Linked DNA regions of Zea mays: regions 1 and 2 are each linked to region 3. Evidence: chromatin contacts called from public Hi-C data. All regions are on one chromosome and are shown on one strand. The core of a region is the stretch at or near the end of the contact, and the rest is flanking DNA. Distances in the headings are between cores, read along the strand shown.

Region 1 (2,865 bases), core at 364-2,863, 470 kb after region 3:
GCCTTATCAGGGGGCGGGCAGACAGGCGCCAGAAATTTCATTTTCGTTTTCTCCTCCTTTTAAGATAGGAAGGGTGGTGGATAACAGACAAGTGGCCGGCCTTATCAGCATTTCCCTTATCTCCTTGACAACCACGAGTAGACCGTTGGCACAACAACCAGCCATGGAGGCAAATCATCATAAGATCCACTTTTATATATGTATTATGAGATATTAACTAGTAACAAGTCCAGACAGACGAACTAGCACCCACCAGCTTGACATACATCCAATCCAAAAAAGGATACAACCATCACGACCATTATACTACTATTTCACTACTATTTCGTAAGTAGATAGACTAGCATTGTAGAGTGCAGTGCAGACATCCATCTGTTCTTGTAAAAGAACCACCACCATCACCAGGGAAAGGAAGACAACAATCACTCGAAGGCCCACTGGTTCTCCATGCGGATCTCATCCTCCTCCTCTTGGGTGAAGTCGTTCTTGATGCTGAATGTCTTGCGGATCTCCTCCGGAGTCTTGCCCTTGATCATGTCAGCAACCGTCTGGCAGGTCAGGTCCAGCAATCCCTTGATGTTCAGATAGTTGGCAGCCTGAAAATACAGTTCCATTATGTCAACCAGCAATGGCAGAAAATAACACAAATCACGTCCAATTACATGTGGATTGAAGTGTATTGGAATGAATTTGGATGGATTTAAACCGACTCAATACCACCCAATCCACGTGGCGGTCAAACGAACAATCCCCAAAGTGTGCAAAAGTCGCAAGTACAAGCCAAATTCTGTCTGACTAGCTAGTTAAATTATCTCACTGCAAACCAAATATCATCCCCGCCTGTAGCTAGCTTGATACGGGTGCATTGTTGTTACGAATAATAGCAACAGCATGATTTATCAACAGTGTTCCTAGCCACATCACAGTTTTTGTGGTTGATTGATTCCAGAGCAGCAGGGGCTAGTACAACATCTCTTATGAGATAAAAAAAATTGATTGGTTACGGACCTCCACCACGACGCACAACCAATCAATCAATATATACTGATCTAATCCGAACCCTAGAAAGACAGTAGCAGATCTAATCTAACCTATACATAGACAGGAATCGCAAAAGAAGCAAGGGGAGGGGAGGTTACCGACCAGGATGAGGTCGAAGAGCGTAGCCTGGTCCACCTTGACGAACTTCGCGTCCCAGCTCTTGAGGTCCTCGCCGCCCTCGGAGGCAGCGGAGTCAGCGGGTTTGGCGGCGGCGTGGACGTGACTGTTGCAGTACTCGATGACCTTAGAGAGGATCCTGGAGTTGACGTTGGGGAGCGGGATGCCGTTGTCGGCGCAGTCGTCCTCGATCATGTGGCGGAGAGTCTGCGACTCCATGGCCACCGCTTCCTCCACCTCGAACTCCTCTAAGTCGGAGCTCCTGAGCGTGATCATCCTCTTGTTTTCGCCCTCGGACGCCATCGATGGATCGACGAGAGATGAGGCGACGAAACCCTAGCTAGTTGCAGCGATTTGATCTGTGATGGTCGATTGCGAGGGAAACGCCTCTCCTGACTACTTTTCCTTCGATTCGCCTGCCCTGCCCTCTTTAGTTTGGCCTCATAAGTTATTTATGAAAGGTAGCCGGCAATGAACAGATTTAGAGGTGTTTGAATGCACTAGAGCTAATAGTTAGTCGCTAAAATTAGTTAAGACATCCAAACACTCTAGCTAATAGTTTAGCTATTAGCTATTTTTGATAAATTAATTAATAGTTAGATAGTTATTTGTTAGCTATCTAATTCTACTAACAATTTTTAGTCAACTAACTATTAGTTCTAGTACATTCAAACACTCCAAATCTAAAATAAATTATATTTTAAGATGGTGTGAGTATTATATTAATTATCTTATATAATAATAATTATAATAACCAAATTATCCTGCACCTATGATTATATATATAGTTATTATTATTCATTATAATTTGTTTTTTAGAATAATATTTATTTTAGGATATTAGTATATGCATTCTAGATTCATTGTTATCCATTTAAATATGGACATAAAAATAAAAGCTAGAACGGACTAAGTATATTTTATCGTGGTGTAGGAATCCTCAGTAATAACACTTAGACAGTCAGTAGTTTACTCATAGTTTAATTAAAACATTATTTATAGATTACACTATTCGTAGAGTTTAATAGTAGAGTTTAAATGTAGAGTAGAGTTTAATAGTTTACTTAAAACACTATTTATATACTTTTCTGCACTATAAACTACACTATTGTAGAGTTAAATATAAGTAGGATGGGTAAGCTACTAAAGATAGTCTTGGGTACAAACAATTCTCATGCTGCCGATTCTTGCACTTTATTTTTTTCTGTTTATAGGGCCAAATTTTGTTATTCTCTCCATAAGAAAAAACTGTGGCCATGACCAGATGAGCTATCCGCGACTAGTAGTATATAGCATACACTCCCTTTTGTGTATCCTGCTACTGCCAGTGCTCAAAGAAAAAAAACAAATGGTACACCGGGACACATTTATTAATGGTCAGTCATCACAGATGTAGATGTTCTTGTTACAGATAACAATTCTGGAACAAAAAATCCCTTTTATTTACATGTACTGAAACAAACGGGGGTTCTTGTTGGCGCACATCCTCACTCAAGGCGCACATCCTCAATTACTATAGCTTAGCCTGCCCAATGGAAACAGATCATGGTAGAGAAACCAAAATCTGTTAAACTTCCTCGATGACAAAAGCTGTAGATTCATAATTGCAGGTGACAAGGGCAACCCTCGAAGAGAATACAGTAGCTGAACAAATGTAAAAGAAGGGAGAAATCGACAGCAGCACCTGCATCCGAGTGAGGACTGGGG
Region 2 (2,786 bases), core at 141-2,640, 510 kb before region 3:
CTAAAAACGTAATGCAAGGTGTTGTTGGAGGAACATGGCTAGGATAATACATAACATTTTTACAAGAAGCAATGCCACAAGTTATAGATAGGGAAACAAGACAGCGCTCAAAACGCACCGTGGACATGGTTTATGATTACTATAGCAGAAGCACCAGCAGCTTCAGCAAACTTTGCTTTCTTTGTGAATTTGCACTTTCCCCTTTGAACTAAAAGAACATCTCCAGGAACCTAGAACGAGAATGAAACAATTAGAGGACAGAGCCACTAGGGGTTAGAAGATAGGCTGCAATAACTTAAGTTGCGGTTAGATTATAGGGATGAAAACAGATTCTTATTCGGATATCAATTGTTTTGATCTTTTTTCTTTGATTGTGAATAAATAGAATATATAATATGCTATACAAATTTGTATTCTTGTTTTTAGCATTGAGCTTGTAAACATTCATAAAAGGTAAATCTCAAATTTATTATATATCTTCTCAAACGATAGATATAAAATTCGGATACGGATACATATACTTTTACACTTTTTTGTTGTTGTAGGGAGTAAATAATGCATAAAACAATTTTATGCAAAATTTTATTCTTGTAGTAATGTGATTGATAACATAGGAAAAGGTCAATATCGAATTTCATACATATCTATTTTAAAATATTAAATTTATCCTAACAATTCGGTTACCCACTTTCATCACTAGTTGGATAATACCCACCTTATGTTTCGGAGGAGAGCAGCAGTCCATAGGGTCTGCCAGCGTGAGTTTAGTTCGGTTTGCGTGCTTCTCCTTGGAGACGATTTTTGGACCAAACCGAGCACCGACGCCAACAAACTCGCCACCCTCTTTGCCATTGACCCAGCTTTGCACTTTTACCTTGACAAATAGTACAAAGAAATGGAGAATCGATTTCAGTACTAAACAGAAACATTTGTGTGTGTGTTGGGGGGGGGGGGGGGGGGGGGGGGGGCAGCTGCTTAATTAAGGGTTAGGGAAAAGGCTAAGACTTTGTGATCTTACCAGGATAAAATCGTTGGAGCATCCAGGGATCTTGGGTGCCTCGTCATCGTGGTGGACGATATCACCGCCGGCCGCTGCCCCCGCCAGCGCTGACACCGTGAGCACCACCAACACCGCCGCCGCGGCCATGTTCTCTCCCTCTCTCAAACCACCCCCAAGAGCAAGAGGCCTGCTTTGACCCTCGCCGGAAATGGAAGGGGATGGAGACGACGGAAGGTGACAGGAGAATCGCAGAATCGCCACCTGCCTCGCCGAGTGCCCTCCTCCGTTTGGGATTCGGGTTTAGGGTTAGATCGGATTCCGCGGTCTACTACTGTGCCCCCGTCTCTTTGTTCACTCGAAAAATTAACTGCTTGTCACGAGTTTGGGTACTATTGACCCCAGTCCACATATGTTGACTTAGATAGGATGTAATTTAAACTAATTTATACTTTAATCCACCTCAACACGATAATACATATGAATTTTGATCAATAATAAAGTACCCAAATAAAACCTTAAGGCCTCGTTCGGCAGATGTGAATCAAAACCGGATCAGTAACCAATCCAGCCACTTAATCATGGTCACTAGTCTGTTTCTTGGCTGGGAATCAATCCGAAAGGTGGATTGTCTGAGTTTGTTCCAGGCCAAAGATTAAAGGGTTAGCTCGAATTCAAGCGGTTTTCTTTTCGGCCAATATCAAAACGAATAGTTCTAGCAGGTGGAACCGGATTCCAAACCAGACTCGTTCATTCCGCCTGGAATACAGCTACGAACTGTCCAATCAGCTCAAAGCGAACGAGCACTAAGGGTGGTGTTTGAATGCCTCCAGATAGTTTATAATATTAATTTAATTAATTTTAAAAATATTTTTAATTTAAATAACAAATAAAATGACTTGTCTAAATGTCTTCTAAAAGCTTAGAGCTCCAGTTTCATTATTTTCTGGAGCACCTAATAATCTGTTTCACCAACTCCACCAAATTTACTGGAGTTAGAACTGCCCCAAACATAACCTTAGAAGTGGTGGCAAATTTTTACTATGTCATGACTGTGGTGTCAGTAACACAATGTAAATGGATGCTAAAGTAAAGTGGCGAAATATCAAATTCCTCTTGTTCACTCCCATCTCAGTCTTTCTCGACTCTTGTTTTTACCGACTACTCCGTCGGTCCTAGAACGATACATTTTATACCTAAGAAATTAAATAATTTTAAAATTAACTAAATTTAAAATATAATTAAAAATATGTAGCTAAGTGTACAAATTATCATAATTGACATACCAAAATAAACAAAACTACAATATATAAATCACAAATCAAAATCTCTACTACTTCTTAAGAATAGAGTGTAGGCATCCACGGTGCATGGTTCTGCCTTCCTCCCGTCCCACCGATCCGTCTTCCCCTTCCCCTAATCACGCACCCCCTACCCCGCGGATCCACTGCTGCCGCCCCCTATCGCGGGCAGGAGTCATATCTCCCTTCTCCTTCTTAAACACCATCGCCATCACCGTGCCGTTGTGGAGTCCTATCTCCCTCTCAAACGTCGGCACGCGGTGGATCTGCAACCCATGCCAGGATGTGGTCGGGGACAAGCTAGGGCGTGCCCTCCCGCCCCATCTCCCCCACCGAGGCTCTAGACCGCCATGCTTGTGTCTGCTGCGGGACGTCTATGCCGCCATCGCCCTCGCTCGGCCCCCTCCGCGCACGCACAAACCACTGTTCCCCCGCTCACTCCACCGATCCCCCTCCCCTCGGATCCTCCCTGCAAATTAGATCCCACC
Region 3 (3,000 bases), core at 340-2,839:
TAGGAAGGTTGGAATCAGCCTTGTTTTCACATCTTTCAATTGCAGAACTTTCATTGGTTTCGCGACCGAGGAATTTTTCAATAGCCACTCCAAGGCTCCACCTTCTTTCCAGTAGCACATTAGTGGAGCGAGTTTTCTCAAAATTCAAGCTTCTAACAGATGAAATACCTACAGAGTCCTGATTTCTGCTAGCCACCATGTCTGCCATGTCCGATGAGGCAGAGTGAAGGATACGGGAACCATGAGTCTGGCTTTCAGCACCAGGCAGTACACCTCTGTTTCTTAAATCGTCGATGTCGGTAACCGGAATCCCACGGCATTTTGGATAGAACGTGCCTTTTCCGTCCTTGACCCCCCTTGTCCAGGTTCCTACATAGTAGCCAGAGTCCTTCCATGTGTAGATTCCATAGCCATGCATGGCACCATCTAACCAGTTCCCTTCAAATGAATCTCCATTGTTCCATGTGAGAATTCCTTTGCCTGACATGACCCCATCTTTCATGGCGCCAACATAAGTGTTCCCATTTGCCCAGGTATAGGTGCCATGCCCCTGCATTTGCCCATGCACCCAAGAACCTTGAAAAGTGTCTCCGTTGGGATATGTCTGTAGGCCAAGGTGGCCATGCTTAAGATTCAGCTTCCAGCCTCCCCTGTAACTGTTAAGCCCGGCGGTATACGTTCCCTGACCATAAATGTAGCCACCGGAGTAGTCACCTGTGTAGGTGGCCCCTGTTGGCCACAGCGTCTTGCCTCGGCCATGCCTGAGGCCTCTCCTCCAATCACCCTCATAAACACAACCATCGGACCAGATATAACAACCTGGGCCATGTGGCGTGTTGCCCGATAACGCGCCACGATAAGTATCCCCATTAGGCAGTATAAGCTCTCCAACTCTAGAGTCAGAGTTTGTTTGATCTGAATGCTGGGTTGTCCCTGGGAGTAAGATACCAGCAGCTTGAGGCTCATCATGGAGAAGAGGCGCCACAGGGGTGGCCATGCCATGCATACAGCTCACAGCTCAGCAGGGGCTGCGGCAAGAAGATAAAACAGGCTGCACAAAATGATGATGACGACGACGACGACGACGACGACGACAACGACGAAAGTAATAAGGGATTAGATGAGTTACAATTGCAAGTCCGCGAGATCTGCTCGCTGTCTCCGATCCGTATTGTTGCAATTCATGAGTGTTGGATCTTGGCAGGGGACCCTTTTGTAATGAATTGCGTGCTGAGAAGTGGTGAGCATAGTAATAAATAATAAAGTGGCGTGAATCTGATCCCCGTCCCCGTGCCGGAGATGAGAAGAAAAAAAAAGAATGATGAAACAGAACACCCTGCCTGCATGCATTGCATGCGTATCTGGTTCAAACCCAAATAATTAACTAATGAGATTATTCCTCAGGTAATGGAATCGAAAAATACTGGGGGCGGCCCGAGGAGTGACGGTGGGGGAATCAGACTAGTACGTAGCTAATAGAGGAATCCATCCGGGTATTGGTTGCCTCACCTTCACCTCCGGCTGACGGCCGCGGGCGTGGTGGCTGGTGGTTTCTTTTCTTCAAATCAAAATTGGCGAGTCGCCGGCGACGGCACCGCCCCCCACGGGGAGTGTCGGTTGAGGTTTGGGTTGGACTGGACTGGACTGGGCTGGGCTGGGCTGGGCCTGCCTTCATTCTCATGGTATGGGAAAGTTGTTTATTGATTTACGAGCAAAGTGAAAATAATCTACGTGCGTACGTAGTCTAGAATGTGTGTATTTTGTATTTATCTAAAATGCATGAGAATTTTTTTTTCCTAAAAAACAAATCCATATATATATATATCCTGGGCTTCCAAATAACTGTAGATTACAGGTTGCCGGGTATGTAAATTACATACCTCCGCTGATCCGCTGATGGAAGATCGCCGGAACAGTAGCAGATGCTCTGGCCGGCCGGTAGTACTCTCGATCGATCGATCTATCTCATGCTCTGGCCGGAAGATCGCCGGAACAGCAGCAATCCATGCATCCAACACCTAGCTACCATATGCATTTGTAGCTTGCTACTGCTATAAGTAAGTAGTACATATGTACTCCGACATGCATGCATAAGCATCTACTATATATATAAGCATATGCTTTACTATCTTTTTCTTTTCTGGATACACATGAAGAAGATCAAAGAAATATTTCTTCCACTAGGTCACGAATACTTTTACCCTGCCTTTGTTAGCTGGAGCTTTTGGTACGTAGCTTTTGCTTCTCTAGCTAGCTACAAGGCGCCTCAGGGTTCGTAGCTTCTTCAAGCTAGCTAACGAAAGATCGAGTCACCGCCGAGCATCTCGAATCAAATCCATGCGTGTCCACCGCAGCCATTTGTCAAATTAATAAATAACTAAAAGTCGTCGACATAGCTAGCAGGTAGCAGCTAGCTAGCGTGGGGGAATATATTCATGCACGCATGCATGCATGTTCATCTTATAATAAATAAATGCATTATTGTGCGATGCTCATCGTTGAAAAATAAATCTTCTTTTTCTTCCTTGTATTATTATTGATCGGCCAGAATTAAATTTGGCGCTCTAGGTCGGTTGTGTGGCTTTACTGGCCTGATCTGAACCAAGGGCTGAACAAAATACTCGTGGCTCGCCAGTTCGTTCGATTCGTAGTCAGTTTGGTTCTATCGTTTCGACTCGTTCCAATTTTGTCATTAGCTGATCTAGTATCTCGATCGGTTAATGAGCCAAGCTCGTTAGCTCAAATAAGCTAGCATTTATGAGCAAACAAAACCTACACTAATGTTGAATGAACTAATAAGTAATGAATTATATTAATTTAGTGTTGAAATATGAAATTATGAGCATTATTATTCTTTTTCTAATATTAAATTGGTCTGAAATTAACTAGCAATTGAATATATTGTTAGATAGTATATGTATATTGTTTTTTTGGCTCGTGAACTAAATAAGCTTGACAAACGAAATAAGTCAAGCTAATTCTATAGCTCGGTTTTTAACG

The links. A called contact is a pair of places that touch in the nucleus more often than the background predicts.
Region 1: a contact with region 3 is called in a Hi-C map of endosperm, with 2.1 times the contacts expected there. The contact joins the promoter of LOC100193107 here to the promoter of LOC100281652 in region 3. A contact is called at or near these places in 5 of 25 Hi-C or Micro-C datasets (bundle sheath, ear, endosperm and 2 more).
Region 2: a contact with region 3 is called in a Hi-C map of leaf, with 2.0 times the contacts expected there. The contact joins the promoter of LOC100282629 here to the promoter of LOC100281652 in region 3. A contact is called at or near these places in 6 of 25 Hi-C or Micro-C datasets (bundle sheath, ear, endosperm and 3 more).

What each region holds. Positions count from the first base shown.
Region 1 is chr5:68,408,441-68,411,305 of Zm-B73-REFERENCE-NAM-5.0, forward strand. It overlaps LOC100193107, which reads right to left and starts at 1,614. Exons shown (of 2, transcript NM_001138269.1): 1 at 1,144-1,614; 2 at 181-596. The coding sequence starts at 1,461. The coding sequence ends at 423. It overlaps LOC103626504, which reads right to left. Exons shown (of 17, transcript NM_001352177.1): 17 at 2,511-2,865. It also overlaps a transcript of LOC100193709 not described here.
Region 2 is chr5:67,427,235-67,430,020 of Zm-B73-REFERENCE-NAM-5.0, forward strand. It overlaps LOC100282629 (Signal peptide peptidase-like 4), which reads right to left and starts at 1,391. Exons shown (of 14, transcript NM_001155537.2): 1 at 1,019-1,391; 2 at 716-874; 3 at 119-230. The coding sequence starts at 1,147.
Region 3 is chr5:67,936,861-67,939,860 of Zm-B73-REFERENCE-NAM-5.0, forward strand. It overlaps LOC100281652, which reads right to left and starts at 1,590. Exons shown (of 9, transcript NM_001154571.2): 1 at 1,510-1,590; 2 at 1-1,230. The coding sequence starts at 997.